2 separate regions of the Mus musculus genome follow, and region 2 is linked to region 1. The links are chromatin contacts, called in public HiChIP or PLAC-seq maps. All regions are on one chromosome and are shown on one strand. Each heading gives the region's core, a stretch centred on a gene start, on an enhancer-like site or on the middle of the called end of the contact. The rest is flanking DNA. Distances are from core to core; before and after follow the strand shown.

The links. HiChIP or PLAC-seq counts read pairs in DNA pulled down with a chosen protein or histone mark.
Region 2: a contact with region 1 is called in a CTCF HiChIP or PLAC-seq map of CD8 T cells, with 8 read pairs. The contact joins two enhancer-like sites. A contact is called at or near these places in 1 of 15 datasets of contacts at CTCF or cohesin (CD8 T cells) and 2 of 9 other capture datasets (adipose tissue and liver).

What each region holds. Positions count from the first base shown.
Region 1 is chr10:28,721,985-28,728,999 of GRCm38.p6, forward strand. It overlaps Themis (thymocyte selection associated), which reads left to right. Exons shown (of 6, transcript NM_178666.6): 2 at 491-652. Among named protein-coding and RNA genes, the nearest start is that of Themis, 57 kb to the left of the region's middle. Within about 2 kb of position 3,762, at least 9 of the 459 cell types and tissues checked have an H3K27ac peak or open chromatin away from gene starts, as enhancers often do. A contact at or near this core is called in CD8 T cells, where this site is marked.
Region 2 is chr10:28,812,302-28,819,594 of GRCm38.p6, forward strand. All of the region lies in intron 4 of Themis (thymocyte selection associated), which reads left to right. Among named protein-coding and RNA genes, the nearest start is that of Themis, 150 kb to the left of the region's middle. Within about 2 kb of position 4,055, at least 13 of the 459 cell types and tissues checked have an H3K27ac peak or open chromatin away from gene starts, as enhancers often do. A contact at or near this core is called in CD8 T cells, where this site is marked.

The DNA of each region.
Region 1 (7,015 bases), core at 2,512-5,011:
GAATCCTGAGCCGAAGTGATTCTTTTGTTTTGCTGGGTTGGTCTGCCACCTATTGCCATAAAGGTATTGAGTATCATCTCTAGCCTGTCAAGAAGCAACAGATAAAAATGATCAAGAAGACTTAAAATCACATTGATGACAAGAAGCAAATCTGAAAAATAAATAGGAAGCTGTTAGTATGAACTCCTGGTATACACATTGCTCTGTCTTTGGGTCTTAGATTCCATTATAGCCTTGTTTGCAGTACATATTCAAACAAGGCTATAATTGCTGCTGACTTATACGTGCTAATTCTTTGACCTGGTAGAATGTACCAAATATTCTGGCAGGGAAGGGGTGTGTTTCCTGGTGCGTGGTACATTTTTGATAGTCAGGTTAAATTTCTGTTTAACTAAGGAAGAAACTGAGTAAGAACAGTTTAGAGGCAATGCACATCTGTTTTGTTCTTCACTGTTGAACCATTTTTAAAGTTTATTTTCTTTCTTCTCAGGGTCTGTTTATGAGATGTTTGGCAATGAATGCTGTCTGTCAACAGGAGAAGTGATTAAAATCACCGGTCTCAAAATTAAGAAGATGATGGCTGAAATTTGTGAGGGCGCTATTGGAGGTTGTGAGTCTCAGAAGCCTTTTGAGCTGCCCATGAATTTTCCAGGTATTTCTATTGCATCTACTTCACAGAACACAGAAATAATGATAGCTTTCCTTATGAATATAATAGTGGTCATTTCTCTCTGTTGTTTTAAAAATCAAAAATCCCAGCTGTTTGACTTTAGCACATGAAGATTTAGGAGCCAGGAGTTGTGGTGAAAGCTTCCTTGCTCAGAGAGGCCAAGAAAGCACCCGACTGATCTTCCTACTCCACCAGCATCCTAGAAGGAAAAAGCTTTCTTCTCCTTCATATTGTCTTAAATACCTCCCAGCTTAAGATCCCTCCTTTCTGTTCACCCTCTGTCCACTGGTTGCCAGCTCTGACTCTTTTTTTTTTTTTTTTTTTTTTTTTTTTTTGGTTTTTCGAGACAAGGTTTCTCTGTATAGCCCTGGCTGTCCTGGAACTCACTTTGTAGACCATGCTGGCCTTGAACTCAGAAATCCTGCCTCTCAAGTGCTGGCATTAAAGGCGTGCACCACCACACCTGGACAGCTCTGACTCTTAACCTAGACTTTATTTAGCTCTTGGATTAAAGGAATGTACAAAGGCTGAGCCACACCACAAGGTTTTACCAGTTCACAATCTGATCAAATGTGATCAAATATCCTGCAATGTTGTATACCGGCCCGCGGCCTATATCAACCGGGTAAACCTGGGAGGCAGGCTGGGGCTGAAAAAGACTTAGACTGGGAGAGATTAATGGAGACCAAGACAGGATTCTGTTCAAGGCCCACTGTTTATTAAGAGACCGTGCTTTTAAGGGGGAAGGCCTATCCCCCACCCCACCCCCCACCCCAACCATGCCAGGCTTCTTGATGTATTGTTGCCAAGTAGTTAGCACTAGTCTGCCAGCTCCACACTTGGTGCCTGGAGCCATTTTGTCAGCGCTGGTCGCCAGGCTGGCCGCTCATTCAGGAAGTTCTCAGGAAAACAGGTTTAGCCTCTCTGCAGGTAGCAGAAGAGCAGGGCAGTTGTCACTTCAAAAAGAAGCTGGACAAGTCGGAAAGCTGCACCGCACCTCAGTGGCAGCATGGTCTATACCAGCCCCACACTGCAACATTTCTCTTGTTGTTGTTGTTGTTGTTGTTGTTGTTGTTGTTGTTGTTGCTATTGCTGCTGCTGCTCCTGCTGCTATTGTTTCTCACCACGTAATCCAGACTGACATTGAACTCAAGAGTGTCCTGCCTGGGCTGCTGAATGCTAAAATTACAAGTTTGCAATGGTGCTAACTTCGAAAACTAGGCTGTGTGTTGTGTGGGTTGAAGAAGATAAAATTCCTATAGGTCAATCAATTCCATATCTACAAAGGACAATCTGTTATGCATTGGACACAAATGTTGGTCCATTGTCTGATCCTATCATATAGGGAATCTACACCTGGGTGAGATTACCTCTAGCAACTTCTTAGCTACTACCTTTGTAGTAGTCTCAGTCTTCATTGGAAATGTTTCTGTCCTTCTAGGGCTACCTTGTATAGTCTATACTCAGTCTCAGAGGCCAAGTCAAGTTCAACACCTGGATCGGATCATTGTTCTGACCTATTAACTGGACTTTCCCAGGTTTAAAATGTATCTGGGCCCTCATTTTAGCTGGGAGATCCCTCCCCAGTAGGGGGTAGGGGCACTCAGGGATGACTGAGTGAATGGGTTACCATCCCATTCTCAAGTCCACTGTTCTTCGGGTAGTACATGAATATTATTTGGTGCCTGTGTTCCCTTAGACCCAGGACTTCTTAGGAGACAATGGCCCTTCAGCCTTTACAAGCACTGAAGATTAAGCTCCGGTGTCCACCAGGAATTCCAGAGGCTTTCCCTGCACTCTAAGGATTACCCTGGCTTGGGGAAGGAGGTCTGTTCCCTGACTCCCTCAATCTTTTGTTTTTCCTTGGTGATTATAGTCTTATTCTTTGGCTTTCTCTTTGGGCATTCTCTAGTCCAGTATCCTTCTTACTTACAACAGGTGGTTGTAGCTGTAATGGTTCTTAGCTAAGATTGGTGGACAACCTTTTCTAGGCTTTTTCCCCTCAGCAATATTTTGAAGTTGGCACTTCCTCTGTCTCTAATCTGGATTACTATTGGCAAGAAGGACTTTGGCTAGATCTCTGTTTATTAGCTTCTCTGTCTTAATCTTCTTTTCATCTTTAGTCTCCCTACTATGGTATACCTTCTTCACAACCTCCACTAAATCTCTCAATGACTTCTCTCTCTTAGTCTTTCTAACTTCTGAAACTTCCTTCTAATGGTCGGTGCTGATTTATAAATGCCAGCGCTACTGTGTTAGAATTCTCAGTCTCCTCAGGATTTAGGTGTGTATAATGGCAGAAAGTGTCCATAATCTGCTTGAGAAACTCTGTTGGGCCTTTATCATCCTTTAGCCTGACATCATAAACCTTAGCCAAATTTGGGTCGATGAGTGGCTGTCCTGAGACCCGCCATTAGAGGTTGGTGATAGACTCGGAAATGCTCCCACCCTTCACCAGTATTATAGCCCCAAGCAGTCTCCTGAGGGGAAATCTTTTGTCTGTCAACGGGGTTCTGGGGTGGAGTGCCCTTAGGACATGGAACATTCTTTGGACCTCCAATATGATGTGTTTCTTTTCCTCAGTTGTAAAGAGGATCTTTAAGAGCTGCTGACAATCATTTCAAGTGGGCTGATGGGTAAAAAGGATATTGTCTAAGAGACCAATGAGCTCTCTAGCATAGTCAGAGAGTCTGGCATTCTCTCTCCTCCAATTATAAAAATCAGCAATAGTGAAGGGCCAATAATGGTGGAGTTGATTCTCCTGTTGGTCAGCTGATTCTGTTGCCCTTAGGCGTAAGACAGTGGAATCTGCCCAGCTCTATAGCCTAAGGAGGCATTGAGTGCCTGCTTCCGGTTCCCTGTGCAGCCCCCCCCCCCTGCCCAGCCCATTCTTGAAGTTGATACTATTGAGGCTGTTGGCACCTCCTCCGAGGGTAGGGGGAGCAAGGGCAGGGCTGGAGCTGGTACAGCCAAAGCTGGTGCCTGTGGGAAGCTTGCGCAGCTGAAACTTGTGTGTAAGGAGATGGGAAGAGAACATCTTCCGATGTAGTGGCCTATAAAATGGGGTGAAGAGGCACAGGAGGTTTGCGGACTTCCTGTTTACATTCTTCCACCACCAGGGCCGACATGATGAAGAAGCGTTAGCTGGAGGGAAGAGGAAGGACTTAACCCACAGTGGTCGATTATTAACTAAATCCTTCCAAACATACAGGGAACTTGATCTGGGTGTCCACGTGCTTTTTGGAACACTCTGTCATCTACTGCCAACACCATAGGGATGTGAAAGGTCCCCTCTGGCGGCCATTCAACTAGGAAGGCTGGACACTCTGAGCTGGTATATGTGTGTATATTTTCCCTTTCTTCATATCCACTGAGAGATTGTGAACTCTAGTTTTCATTTCCTTAAAATGAGCTAAAAGAATGTTGAGGGTGTGAGAATCAGTCTGTCCCATATCAAAGTATAGTACAACACGAAACAAAACATTTCAAGGGACGCAACAGACAGACCCACACGCACGAAGTAGCCACTTAGTGACTGGAAACAAAAATATATCCAAACACTAGAACTCACAGACTCTGGCCTCAGAAACTGAAAGCGAGGTAGAGAGGAAAGCAGCCCTTCCTCGTCACAAATTCTCCCCACCCCCACTCGCCCCACAGGTACCGGACAAGCCCTCAGGAAGTCCAGGGATGTGTCCCTGGTCCCGGCATTGGTGGCTCTCCAGTGAGTATGCTCTAGCCACCCTCTGCTGCTTTTCCAAACACCTCGAGGCTTTTCCAATGCCAAAAGCAAGAACAGAACAGACACAACCAGTATAGAAATACTGACACTCACCAGCCAGCACTAGGCTCTCCCAATTGCAGGCTCTGGAGATCTGCTGAGGAACCTCAGAAGAGTCCCAGAATGTTATGCCCAGTTCATGGGAACCCCAGAAGACCGCCAGAAATTGCGATACTGATGTACTAAACAAAGAGAGTTTTTATTATACGAGTGTGGGTGCTATCACAGACCTTCCAGCTGCACAGGTTAGGAAAGCGATGCTCAAGTTCAAGGGTTTGATATATATATATATATATATATATATATATATATATATATATATATATATATGAAGATGCATACGCTGGGGCGCTCAAGGCCTGTCATTACATGATTGAGTAGGGGGAAAGGTGTGCGGTCCTTCAAATTGATAACATTTGTTTAGACAGAGAGGCGGAATTTCGCAGCTGGAGAAGGACCTCTTTGACCTGGGAAGAAGTAACTCATCCCATTATAGGAGGCCAGCGTGTTGTTACAAAGCAGTCACAGCTGTTTGGGAACACTTAATTGTCTCTTTCCCATAGCTCAGGAGTGTGCTTTATCACATCAAGGATACTAACTCTTGCCTCCTTCAAAGGCAAGAGCCATCTACACCAGGAAAGTGCTATTGGTTAGAATTATCAGAAAAAGGGAGCGCAATATACAGTGCTAGGCAGGAGGCCACGTTCCAGCTCCCCTTTGTCTGCCCTCTTCAAAGGTCGCAAGAAGGTTGCGGAAAGGAAGTGCTGGCCATTCTGGCTCAGGAAGGGGCGATGCGAAGAGACAGGGGCAGGTTACCTGGGTCTCCTCATTCCGACAGTGTGGGTACCACAGCATGCATATCATTGGGTGGTCATTATATTTACCTGTCTTGTGCTCTAGACTATGAGCTGTCAAACTTGCTTTAAACAGCCAGATAGTAAATTTTAAGGCTTTGTGGCCAGATTGTTGCCATAACTACTGTACAGCAATCTTTTAACATGAAGGTCACTGCAGGTAACAAACCCATCAACCAATGGCCGTGGTTGTAGCTCAAAATACTCTTTATTTATAAAAAGGAGTGGCTAGCAGGATTTGGCTAGTCAAGTTATTTGTTGATATGTGCTCTGCACTACTAATTTCCAGTCTTCATAGTTCTATCACCATACACATTGAGGATAAATTAAAAAACCTGTCAATTGGATGAATAAGAGAGTAGCGAATGAAAAATCACAAACGCATTACAATATAATATGCTTTACAGTATGATTAACGTATGCCTGGGCTATGTGAGAAGCTGCATAGGATCAGTAGGTCATGTTACAGAACATGAATTTTGTAGTTCTACAAGCAATTTCACCATGTTTTGATTGAATTACCTTGGCATGTTATTTTTTTTCCACCGTATGTAAAGTTAAATACTGGTATTCCTACTTGTCTCCTGGTGCCTTTGTGGAGGATATTATCAAAACATAATTAAAGTGCTTGCTATGGCATCTGGACTATAGCAACATTCATAAAAATGGTGATAACTTATATTACTGTTATTAAGATTCTTATTGATATCATTGGGGAAGTAGAAAATGCTTTTCAGAGAATGTTATAATTGACCTGATGTTTGGAGAGTAAAAATAAATTGGTTATATTAATGAGAAGATTCTTGCAAGTGCTCTAATTCTCTGTCCCTTTGAACCGAAAGCTTACCCATTTTTTTTATATCCTTCCTGGTCTTTCAAAATGATGGCTGGTTTTCAAGCTTGGCTGCACAGTGACCTCATCTAGGGAGATTAGAAAGTCGTGATGCAGGAGGTATCATGATTTATTTGGGCAAAGTCTGGTCATGAAGATTCTTCAAAGCTCCCAAGCTAGGACTAACATGAACCTGAGGCTGGGAACCATGGCTTTATAGACAACATTCCTAAGTAGCAAAGTTAGATGTAATTGCTCTCCTCATATGTATATGTGCATGTGAATGCATATGTGAACGTGTGTATATATAATACACATACATATACACACATGTACATATATACACATGTATATATATTTATGAATGTGTGTGTGTGTGTGTGTGTGTGTGTGTGTGTGTGTATGCGCAGGGTTTCACTATGTAGCCCAATCTGGCTTGGAACTTCCTTTGTAGAACAGTCCTCAAACACACAAAAGAGTGCCCGCCTCTTCTTCCAAAACGTTGTGAGTAGAGGCATGTGCTCTCACCCCAGGTTAAGTACTTTTATGCCTTTATTATTTCACTTATTGCTTTTTACATGTATTTGGAGTTAGTTTTGTGTTTGTTGGAGTAGCGTGATCTAATAGATAACAAGGCGGCTAAGAGCAAAAGCAAAATCATTTATCACTGTAATTCTCAGTACAGAATAAACACTCACTAAGTTTAAATGTTCAGAATTTTCAGATAGAGGAATCGTTTCTTATTGGATTAGTGAAAACACCTGGGTAGTGGCTGAAGTCTAAGGTCATCACTATCTGGAACTTCCTTTGGGCTGGGGTTAGCGTGATGTCTTTGTCATTAATTGGGTAAGAGTTTAAAGGTGTTTACAGGTGAGCCT
Region 2 (7,293 bases), core at 2,805-5,304, 91 kb after region 1:
TTGCTGTATTAATTATGCTTTAGGTTTCCTAGCTTCTCTAATAATGTGGTTTTTCATAAAGTGATACTTTAAGCCATTTATAGATCTTGGCAGGCAAAGAGATAGCAGATGTCATGCCTGTGATGAAAATACCCATAATATGCCTGTTGTCATAAGAGGATATTTAAAAAATCTTAAAGCGGAAGTTTAGAATTGTAGAAGCTTATCAGGCATAGAAATACAGATATTTTTAAACAAATATTTTTTAAAGATCTCTGAATAGTTTTAACAGTGCTCAGATTTTAATGGCAAAAATTAGATGATGAGGTTCAACATGCTCTAAAAACATAAATCTTTCTTTTGGAAGAGACAAGGTTTGAATTTGGCAGTAATGGTTTATCAGGAATATGTCTGGTGATCAGAAACCTAAGACATGCCTCTAAAAGCTGTGTCAGCCAGTCTTAGTACCAGTCTTGATGCCATCACATTGGCTTCTGTGTGTGAAACTGTTATGAAAAAAACCTACATTCTTTGTCTTATTCCCCAAGGAAGTATAGTCCAGGCTCAAGTTCTTATTCTCTTACTTCAAAATTTTCAAATTATCCCTAGCTTTTTAGTTATATTTTAGCCATTTGAATCATGCAAAAAGTTAATCAGGGGCTTTAAATACTTAGTTGGTGTTAACATATCTTTATATACAAACTGACATTAAATTATGGAACTTACCCAGCTCTATCACACTGATTTAACTTAATTTCATTTTTTCTAAGTATAGCTTGGCTGGTGAAGCCAGGGAGGGGCTAACAGGCTTAGAGTGTGTGTACAGTATTTCTAGAATGAACTGTGCACCCCCAGCTCTTAGTGACCCATATAAATGAAGGGATCAGATCTCTACTATTCAGGAGACCTTCTTACAGTTTCAGAATTCCTTGAGAGTGGGAACATTTTAATAATTTGGACTTGAGAGATAGAATGGCTGTTTGCAAGGAAGAGCCATGTGAATGAAAGTCTGTTAGCAAGAATGCTGGGTACAGAGTAGAGAAGCTTCAAAATGACATCCCAAGTACACGTGAGTGAATCTGGCTGTACACAAACTAAGTGCTAGAGCCAAGGATTTCCAGAGGCTGACATCAGGAGCTTCATCACTAAGCAGTAAAACAAAAGAAAAAAAAAAAAGGATGTGTCCTGAGCTGTAAGAACATTTCCTCAAAGAGCCTCAGTATACAGATGAAAGTCATCTTTGTGAAATGGGTCCATGAGTGTATTCATTTCCCCCTTGTATGTTGGGAAGAAAACCTCAAGCAATAGAAAACTTCCAGAAGTGTGAATAATCACTAACTATGTGAAACACTGCTTAATCTAATGGAAATTCAAGTCTATGCAAAAATTAAAATGAGAAATTTGAATTCACTGGATACACAATGAAAATAAAGGTGAGGCTAAGCCCCAAGAGAGTAAGGACACATATTCTCGAACACCCTAAAGGTGTGCATTTGGGCCTGGCAATCCTACTGAACAATTATTTGTATTAGAGAAAGCATTATATACACATTCATAAAAGATCATTTTTGGATAACTTCAAATTCTGAACATGCGCAACCAGTCCAGATGTCTATTGATGGATGAAAAATTAGATAAATCAAAGGATGGTTCCAAATATTTAAATACTAATGCAGGTGGGGGTGTATTTTAAAATAGTAAATATTAAAATAAGATAACTTATTAAGTGAAAAAAGCAAATTGTAAAGCAAAATATACATTGTTTTTCCATTTGTTAAGAAAAATCACAGTCAAAATTATACATTTCAGTTTGATCATATACATCTGTACATGATATCACATGCATGTGTGTACACACACACACACACTGAGTTATTTGCAGTAACCCTGTGGAAGGAGGAGAGAGAATAGAGGTAAAGGCTGTGAATACATGGATTCTTATTTATTTATTTATTTATTTATTTATTTATTTATTTATTTATTATAAGTACACTGTAGCAGTCATCAGATACTCCAGAAGAGGGCATCAGATTTCATTACAGATGGTTGTAAGCCATCCACCATGTGGTTGCTGGGATTTGAACTCAGGACCTTTGGAAGAACAGTCGGCACTCTTAACAGCTGAGCCATCTTACCAGCCCAAATTCTTTTAATTGCAAAAAAAAAAGCAAAAAAAGAATGGAAAAAAAATCCATAGTGTGACTTTAAAGAAGTTTGTTTTTGTCTCAGGTGATGCTTAAGAATATTGGAAACAATTAGTTTCAGAGTTTCAGCATCTTATGTGAGGCTAGTGACTGCTATGAAATTTAAAGGTATTTTCTAATGTTCTTCATTTAATGGAGCAGAGAAAAACCTTCTTGCAGCTGTGCAATAAGCATGACCACAGTAGAGGGTAATGTCTGAGTAGATGGCCTGTAGGCTGGTGATGGCCTGTAGGCTGGTGATGGCCTGTAGGCTGGTGATGGCCTGTAGGCTGGTGATGGCCTGTAGGCTGGTGATGGCCTGTAGGCTGGTGATGGCCTGTAGGCTGGTGATGGCCTGTAGGCTGGTGATGGCCTGTAGGCTGGTGATGGCCTGTAGGCTGGTGATGGCCTGTAGGCTGGTGAGCATGTTGGGCACCACTGTGCCTCTCCTTCACTTGTGCAGCTCGATATTCTCTATGATGTTTGTCAGGGAATACAAAGAAGGCATTAAAGTATAGCATTTCAGACATAACTGAACAAAGGACAGACCCTTGTTTTGGCATTAATTTTTGTTTATTCATAATAAATACAACTATGAGAGTTTAAAACAACCTCCTTCTCTGTTTAATGTACAGAAAGCAAAGGGCCACTAGCTCAAACCATTTGGCCAATTCTGTGGGATCCTTAAAAATACATGTTCTATTTACATATATTTTACATGTTTTGTTCCTTACTAAAATCTTCATTTGATGTATTACCTTAAAAAATAAAATAGCTACCAAAAGTAGTAGTATAATTTTTACTTTCTGGTTGAGGTAGAGCTCAACCAGAAGTTAGAAAGCAACTTGGCCACAGATCTTTGCAAAGCAAATGTGAATTCACGTTATTTGCTGACAGTGCGTCTGAAACCCAGAATATTTACATTTCAAAAAGAGCACAGCCTCATTCTATTTCAAATTGGAAGATTCCTTAGGGTTGATCACCTGTTAAGCAAAAATGCTGGGCGATACTCCCTGGGAGCTAAGGCTCGGGCTGCCAAAATGGTAAACCTCCCAGTAGAAAGCAATAGGAAGAAAACTTTAGCATTCTTTATCAGGTAATTTCAGGCACAATGAGTAACTGGAACTTCTGTTTGAAAACACTTTAATGTTTTTGGACCTGTTAGGTTCCTGATCTGAATAATCACACAAATATATAAGAAATTCAGCTAATTGTGTCTTTTTAAAAAAAAATTAACTTGAATTTTAAAATCTAATTAATACTCTTTGATGGCTTCATTCTCATTCTGCCTTTGTTTTTTCATAAAAGAAAATCTCCTAGTTTTTTCAGGAAGAAAATACATATTCGAAAAGGAGGCATTGATTAGTATCTCAAGCCTATTGTTTTCTTTGCAAAATATGATTCTCTTTATGTAAGCCAAAAGGCCCTTTAGACTACCAGACTGGTGATGAAGCAAAAATATTTGCACTTTGAAGTCAGGGGAAACAGCTTGCTGGGTTGACAGAGGCAAGGGGGAGGGAGGTGTACCTGGAGTCTCTAACAAATCAGGAAACACAGCAAGACATTTAAGTAAATTAGATGGGATGGGAGATGAAGCCCTAGAATACAAATAGTTAGTTAACATTTGTTTCACTCTGAAAATAAACTTTTTCCATTGAATGAAAAAAAAAAGTGTAATCGGTGTAGATGGTAACATCATTAAATAACTACTCCGTGGGGCAAAATGACATGTGACTTTGTCTCTATGTGTTGTTTGCTAGACACGGGTTCTAAGAATGGGAAATATATTCATGAACATTTGGGGAAAACTCTTTTTGGCAGTTTGGATAGGTTTGGCCCACATAGTTTCATGTGTTTGACTATGTGGCCCACAGGAAGTGACACTAATAGATGTGGCTTTGCTGGAGGGAATGTGTCACTGTGCAGCTCCAGCTCTGCCCAGTGTATCGAATCAGTCTCCTGTGGATCAAGACGTTGAACTCTCAGCTCCTCTAGCACCAAGACTGCCTACACAATGCCATTCTTCCCACATGCTGATAATGCACTAACCCACTGAAATGGTAAACCTGCCCCAGCTAGGTTTCCTTTATAAAAGTTGCCTTGTTTAATGGTATCGTTTCACAGCAATAAAAAACCCTAAATAAAACAGTCTGTCTTAAATTATCTTAGTTATGTTGTGATTGCAGTGACAAAAAGCTTTGGCCAAGACAACTCATAGAAGAAACCATTTAATTGGATTGATAGCTTCAGAAGGTTAAAAGCCATGATGGTGGAACAAAGCCATGGTAGCAGCAACAGCTGAGAGCCCATTGTATTGTTCTTCAAACAGGAGGCAGAAAGAGACACAGAAGGAATGACAGGGGTCTTTTGAAACAACAAATTCCACACCCAGTTACACACCTCCTCCAATAAGTCCACACCCTTGATTTATTCTCAAACAGTTGGAATGACTGGGGGCCAAATACACTGAGCCAATGGGACATTCTCATTCAAACTTCCACATCAGCCATCAGCAAGTTCCAGTTATTGTACTGGACCTGTTGAATATATTTTATACACTTACTTACCTGAAAAGAGGAAATAAATTGCTTAGAATTTGAGATAAAATAGAAAAGATATATACTCTACGTTCAATAACAAGCTATTTTTAGCAGATTATTAAAATGAATGTTTTAAAACAAAGATTTTGTTACTTAATAATGCATGATTCATCTTGTATCTATAGAACACTCTTAGTTACTATATGAAACAAACAAGTAAAAAGATACATGAAGTGCATAAAATTGCCGTGAAAATTTCTTGTGGGCATTATAAGTAATAAGCAGATATTAAAAAAGATAATGATGAAATATAATGAACCTATTGAATAACTGAAAATGTGTTGTAATTCCCATTTCAAGATGTCATAGAAAAAGAATTTTTAGTTGATTTTATGTCTGTCCTAAGAATGGGAAATATATTTATGAACATTTGGGAAAACTCCTTATCGTGGTTTTGGATAGGTTTGGCCCACATAGACTCATGTGCTTGAATACTTAGTCCACAGGGAATGGCACTTAATTTATTGGTTATCAGGCCTGAGGATCTGACTTTGGAAAGCTTTATTTTAAATATATGTGCCTCTGCACTGCCTTTAGCCAACTGATACAGCTTAACTCTGGATTGGGCAGCTATGAGCATTTATTTTAAAACATTGGTAGGTTTCTCTGCAATTGCATTTGGATTGATAACACAGCATTCAAATACACATGATGCTTTTCCATTCCCTTTGCATAACTTGAGAAGTACTGCCTTACATTTGGAAGTACAGAATTACAAATTTCTCTTCATTGTTTAGAAATTATTTTCAAGTTAAATAACATGCAATCACTTGTCACAATTGTGGGCAAACCTCAAAACTGGTCTATGAAATCAGCAACTCTATTCGTTTTCATACTTGACAACCCAGCCCAATTTGAACCTTTATTACGTTCTCGTTCTTTCCTTTAAAAAGAAAAACTCATGGCATGATTAAAACTTTGTTGTATAATAAGGAGGTATAAGTAAGTTGGAATTCCTATGCCTAACATAGCTTTATATGTGAATTTAGTCTTGAGTCTGTACAAATGCAGAGAGACTGAAGACCACTTACAGTTTTTTTTTTTTTTCATTTACCTTACTGGATTTTTGAGGAAAAGAACTGTTATATAAGTTATAACAATATTTTTGACTTTAAGAGTTTGTCTTAGTCAGGGTTTCTATTCCTGCATAAACATCATGACCAAGAAACAAGTTGGGGAGGAAAGGGTATATTCAGCTTACATTTCCATGTTGCTGTGTATCACCAAAGGAACTCAAGCAGGTCAGGAAGGAGGAGGTGATGCAGAGGCCATGGAGGCTTGTTACTTACTGGCTTGCTTCCCTTGGCTTGCTCAGCTTGCTTTCTTATAGAACTCAAGACTACCAGCTGGGTTCCACCTACAAGTGGCCCTCCGCCCTTGATCACTAATGCAGAAAATGCCCCACAGCTCAATCTCATGGAGGCATTTCCCCAACTGAAGCTTCTTTCTCTGTGATAACTCCAGCCTGTGTCAAGTTGACACTCAAAACCAGCCAGTAGAGAGGTCTTGAATGCCTCAGTAGGTGTCCTGTTAGTATACAAGAGCCATCCTGCACCTGAATTAGATTTATGGGGTTCTTGGAGTTGACACAAAGCTTTGCAATTCACAGTAAAAGACATTGCTGTGGTGGCCTTTACAAATGCAGACATGAGGTAAGAATGAAATGAATTATAAAGGCTTGCTATAGTTGGAGGTGGTTCTAATTTAATATTAAATGTTTAAGAAAATACATATGCTAAAAAAGCTAATAGGAAGTTGGAGGGCCATTGGGAAGACACTGGGAGACAAACTCATTACTAATGAGCAGTAGTGTCTTGGTTGCCACCAGCATTTGGTACCTCTATGTAGGGACTACCTTAGAAGAATGGCATTACCAAGTGTGTATTTTAGGGAGTATTTGCAACAGATAGTGGACAGCAGCTAATGTCTGGGAATGTATGACCTACTCACACTATCTTTAGGTGGTGGCTACTTGGGAGGCAGTTAAGAAGTGTATCTTTTCAGTCCAATCATATCAGGCACAAGACTGCTGAATACATACCTTCACAACCACTTTTCCATATCAGTGGTTTTTACCCCAAATTAAGGGAAGCTAGGACGTTTGCATCCTCCAATAAAATGGAAAGGAAAAAGAAGTTAAGTATTGGTTAGTGTCTATGGCAAAATATATAGGAATTGAATTTGGTCCTGATTTATCCCTTATTTCTTTATTTTTTAATGTTTAGATCATAACCATATTCCTTTGATTATTATTAAGGTTTTCACCAATGCTTTTTACTAATGGAACATGTTATCTTATTTAATTCAGCTATTGGCATGCCTTGAGCCACACACACTCCTTTCTTTTGACATTGAAGAGAGCCCCCTCTGTATATGGCTACACAGTCATCATTGGTACAAACACTGAACTGTCCCCACATCTTCTTCCTAGGATTCAACTCCTTGTCAGATTAACCAGGGATCGTACTAGAGATAGTCCTTCTCCAGGAATTAAGAGAAGCCAAATTTCCCCTTCTTTTTGGAGAACCCAA